Regions from separate parts of the Danio rerio genome. Here region 1 is linked to region 2. Evidence: chromatin contacts called from public Micro-C data. All regions are on one chromosome and are shown on one strand. The core of a region is the stretch at or near the end of the contact, and the rest is flanking DNA. Distances in the headings are between cores, read along the strand shown. Region 1 holds the start of dusp2 (dual specificity phosphatase 2). Region 2 holds the start of tbc1d10aa (TBC1 domain family, member 10Aa).

What was found. Hi-C and Micro-C count contacts between places; a contact is called where the count stands out from the background.
Region 1: a contact with region 2 is called in a Micro-C map of caudal fin, with 3 times the contacts expected there. The contact joins the promoter of dusp2 here to the promoter of tbc1d10aa in region 2. A contact is called at or near these places in 2 of 18 Hi-C or Micro-C datasets (caudal fin and an unstated tissue) and 1 of 4 datasets of contacts at active chromatin or transcription factors (embryo).

Annotation. Positions count from the first base shown.
Region 1 is chr8:49,068,664-49,071,363 of GRCz12tu, forward strand. It overlaps dusp2 (dual specificity phosphatase 2), which reads left to right and starts at 1,416. Exons shown (of 4, transcript NM_001003451.1): 1 at 1,416-1,886. The coding sequence starts at 1,493.
Region 2 is chr8:48,887,548-48,890,247 of GRCz12tu, forward strand. tbc1d10aa (TBC1 domain family, member 10Aa) reads right to left here and starts at 1,260. Exons shown (of 10, transcript XM_073910987.1): 1 at 390-1,260. It also overlaps a transcript of gck not described here.

The DNA.
Region 1 (2,700 bases), core at 166-2,665, 180 kb after region 2:
ATTGGATTCACATTCCCATAATATGAAAACAATGCGATGTAAAACATTTTAGTATGCGTTATATTACCAAAATGAAACAATAACATGATCCATTTATCGTTAACTGAACATTTTATCAGAGTTCAGAGGAACATATTAAATGACTCTATATTACCTATACTATTATTTTCTACACCTAAACACACTGCAGACAATTTCTTCCGCACATGCACGTATTGCATATACTGTAAAGCTCCATTTTTTTGTTAATAATCAGATTCACATTCACATATAGGTACAGTAATCTGAAAACACTGTGAGGTAAATAACCTTGGACTGGATTATATAATTCTAAATTAAATAAATGCTGAATGCAATAAAATAACAATATCTTTACATTTAAATATGACCAATTATTCATTTGCCTATATTGCTTTTATGAATTTAATTAACAAATTGTTTCACGGTTAATATGTAAACTTGGTATCTAAATATGTTTGGGTTTAAGTAAAGTACTATTGAATTGTGCTATAGCAATGGGTACACTTTATTACAATGCATATGATTTGTTTTAGTGTACAGCCTATATTCATTCATTCATTTTCGGCTTACTCCCTTTATTAAGCCGGGGTCACCACAGCGGAATGAACTGCCAAGTTATCCAGCACGTTTTTACGCAGCAGATGCCCTTCCAGCCGTAACCCATCTTCGGGAATACAGCCTATATATAAAAGCCTATATGTTTTTCTATCTTTGTTCCCTTTTTTTAGCTACACTTGTCTCCTACCAGCTTGCATCACCCACTGAAACTGTACACCTGTATGGAAAGTTGCAGCACAGCGTATTTTGCCCACACAAAATTACAAGGTTTGCTCAACCATGAAAAAGTGCATCATCGCCTTCAGCGCGTGGTTTTGATGTTCCTAATTTAAACAGTCTAACTCGTGTGCTCTTGCCCAAAAGCCCTAAAGGCAAACACACAAGTGTCATCATAAACTGTATGCAAATGTCACTCTATAATACTGTTTAAACTCACGTCACAACATAAAAAACACGGGTAACCCCAACGACCACGTGCCGGTGGGAAAAGAGGGGAGAGCGCGTCAGCACCCATATATGGAATGTCGGCTGTGGTCAGCAAGCCATATATGGTGCTTCCTTGCGTGACGTTGGTTCCTTATGTGGAAAACGAAGGCGTGGCTGTGTGAGAGGAGACGCGATACAAATACTGTTACCAACCCCGCCTGTACTGTAGAATCACATCTGCTCACCAATAAAAGACTTTAAAACTAAGCTTTGAAAGAAATACAGAGGATTAAAGATTAAACAACTCGCTGTTCATTTTAAAGTAACATTAAACATAACAGGAACAATATTGATTTGTGTCACCTGTATTTGTTGTTTATAGTTGTAAAATATAAAACGCTTTCATACATTCTGAACGCGCTGCTGTTGATGCTGTGAAGGTTATTCGTTTCAACTCACGGCTGTTTGTTTGTCTGGAGAGGGCATCATGGGTATCGGCGACCCTCTCGAGATCTCAGGCAGTGAGTTGGTTCAGATTTTGCGGACTCCCTCGGAGCTCTTCGCATCCGGCGGCTGCATCGTGCTGGACTGCCGGCCATTCCTCGGTTTCTCCCGCGCGCACATCCTCGAGTCCCGCAACGTCAACTGGAACTCCATGCTGAGGCGCAGGTCCAAGAGCTCCGTGGTGTCCCTGGAGTGGCTGGTGGCGGATAAGTCTCTCCTGGCCCAGCTGAGGAACGGGGACTTTTCTCCAGTGGTGGTCTTGGATGAGAACAGCCGGTCGGTGAGGGACCTGAAGAGCGAGAGTTTGGCCAGTCTCCTCATCAGCGCCCTTCAGTCTGAAGTCCAGTCCGCCTCGACGCACATCTGCTTCTTACAAGGTAAACTTCAGCTTTACACAACTGCTGTCATTTAGGTATAAACTATTATATTATATTATATTATATTATATTATATTATATTATATTATATTATATTATATTATATTATATTATTAATTAAACGACTCACAAAATGTCAATTAAAATAGCCATAATGACTTAACATCAATCAGTTTTCTTACACCAACGAATGTAATTAAATAAAGCATTTCTCCTTATTGTGAGCATTTTTTCACCTTTAATTTTATTACATTGGGTATTAATAGATTAGAAATAAATTTGTATTACTATTAGGTAAATAGACAGATAACAACTTGCAGATATTTGACGGTTATACAGAGCAGAAATAATTTGTTTATGGCAAATGTAATCTAATCTAAATCACACGGAAGTCTTCTTTTAGTTTGTCAAAGACAGATATATTATATAGTATATTATAATATTAATACTTATATATTTATTATAGAAATGACATAAAACAAGAATAACACAGCGACACATTAAATAGCTTATGTATTAAAATAAACTGTCTTTTGTAATAAATTTACAATTGCTATTTGTTTTAGTTTGTTTTGTTTATGTTACATTAAAATCGTATCATAAAATGGCAGCTTGAAGAAGTGGGGGAGGGGTAGTTTTAAATGAAAGAAATATCTACTTAATATGACTTGTTTTTTATATTAAATGCTTAAATTGTTCTAAAATATATTTCTATATGTATCTACAGATGTTAATTTTTTCAGCTGGTGTCATTGGTTATTTCAGGTTTAAACTACGATTTTTTAGATACTAAATGACACTGCCCACTAACAAA
Region 2 (2,700 bases), core at 10-2,509:
GTGAGCATATATCAAATTTTAGAAAATGAATGCAGTTTTTATTAATTGACATTATTGTTGTTTATTATTATTGGACTGTGGGACAAACATACATGACACACGTACATACGCAAGAGATTAAACAGATTAGGTAACAGTAAATCATTCACGCAGTTTCCTTTGTTTTGAATTCCTCTGATTAACTGTGTGTCAAGAATCTAAACTATGCTCCTTCCAAACACTTTTCTACTCCTTACACACACACACCCACTAAAAGTCCGAGCGTTGGATACTTTCTACTACACACTCCAATCACGTGACCAGCTCTCTGCCTTACGCCCAAATCCCTCAAAACAAACAGAATCTGACACGATCTAAAACCCAATATACTAACGATAACTTTTACTTACATTTCGGTTGAATACTGCTGGGCTCCTCCGATGAATCCATACTTGTCGGTCTGTCTGGAGCTGGTGAACCCGTTGATTTCAGAGTCCGACCCGAAGGAGCTTTCCTCATCAAACTGACTGCCCAACGTCCTCACACTCATGGTGTCCTCAGAAGACAGACGTCCATTCTCCAGCTGAGCCATCATGATCCTCTGCTAACGTTAACTCAAGTTCAGTCACTGGACATCACCTACACCCGTCTATAGGCATCCCAAATAAAGAGAATTTACGGAGAAGCTTCGATCGTCTCAATCAAGCAGATCAAAACTAACGTTACGCAGTCCCACCGCTAGTTTAATCAATCATTCAAGTCTACTTTACCCCTGTATCCTTTGCTCTGAACGGCGTCTTTTAAAGCTACAGCGTCTTCTAAACGGATTATCGTGCGTTTAAATCACCCGAGTTGAATGCTAAATTAGCTTAGCGCGCAACGTGTCACTTATCCCACCCAGAGTTTAAGTTTAATCCCAAAACAACGGCGGCCGACAGAGTAATTCGGCTATGAAGAAACAAAACCGCCGATAAAAGTGTGTAAACAACCGGACGAGCGAAACTACGCCTGAATTTCCTGAATCACATTTTTCCAGTCGGCGGGTTGTCAGAAAGTCCTGCGGGGCTGTTTTCATTCAGCAAGCCCAGCTCTGAGCGTCGAAACAGAGTAGATTCCCGGTCAAAACGCAACGACGGAGCCGTCTTTGTAGTTTAAGCAGAGGTCTCATGGTTGAGAGGTAAATAATGTCGTAAATGGCACATCAGTCGAGTCGTGTTTTTAGTGTTGGGGTGGTGGTGGTGACATTAGCGCCAGAGTTTCCAGTCTTTCGCTGTTGCGTTTGACAGTTCTGCACATGCGCGTCTCTCTCACTTCCGGAATCCACAGGTTATTTATATATTTATTTATTTTGTTTTGCATTTTATTTCTGTAGAAGGATTTGAGACGTTTTTTTAACTAGTGTGAGATAAATGTAAAGCAAACTAAAATGGAGTCTGGCTAGAAGTTAATAAATATTCATATATATTATTTTAAAAGTGTGCATATGCAGCTCTATAATGAGTCTTCAGTATCCTGTTTGTAAACACTTTTTATAGGTAAGTTTTTGAGTAACATTTGCATTTTATGTCTACTTTATAAACCACTTGTCTTCAAAATTTAATGAAAGAATATTATTTAATCAAACTTTAGTGTAAACAGTGGCGCAGTGGGTAGATGTTGCCTCACTGCAAGAAGGTTGCTGGTTCGAGCCTTGGCTAGGTCAGTTAGCATTTCTGTATGGAGTTTGCATGTTCTTCCCATGTACTCTTCTCTCCGGGTGCTCCCGTTTCCCCCACAAGTCCAAAGCCATGCACTATAGGTGAACTGGGTATGCTAGATTGTCTGTAGTGTATGTGTGTGTGAATGAGAGTGAATGGGTGTTTCCCAGTGATGGGTTGCAGCTGGAAGGGCATCCGCTGCATAAAACATATGCTGGATAACCCCTGATTAATAAAGGAACTAAGCCGAAAAGAATACAAATGAATGAATTGCAGATATGCCCAAACTAGGGCCTACGGCAGACCTAGTTGACCCATTCTAACCTTTGACTTGGGCCACTATTCCATTTGAGAAGAGAGGGAAAATGATGGGCTGGTGGTCTGAATATCTTCATACATATCATCATTTCTAATATAACCTTTTGTTTTTTTGTAATTTCTTTAGTTTTATAAGTTCGTCAGATTTTTAAATACTGTTAATACTGTCACTCAACCAACATCTGGCAATGTACAAGACATTGGCGAGCAAATCAAGGCAAAGGCAGGTGCAGCTTAGTTTATTTAGCATTGAACTTCATTAAATTAATGGCATTGTTTATGTTTTTGCGGTTATAAATTCATTCAACATTTTTTAAATACACTGCATTCGTTAATATCATTTAAAGCAGTGGTCAGCAAACTTGTTCCTGGAGGGCCGGTGTCCTGCAGATTTTAGCTTCAACCCTAATCAAACACACCTGAACAAGCTAATCAAGGTCTTGTTAGGTATACTTAAACACCCAGGCAGGTGTGTTGAGGCAAGTTGGAGCTAAACCCTGCAGGGACACCGGTCCTTCAGGACCAAGATTGGTGACCCCTGATTTAAAGCAATGCTATAAGGAGATAAATAAATAAGGAGATTAGTTTTGGAAATAAAAAAGGAGATTAATCCTGGAAATTTTATTGTACCTTCAGCCCACAGCCCTTAGTCAAGTTTGGCTTTTGACCCGATATAAGACTAAGTTTGGGCATCAATGTTATATAG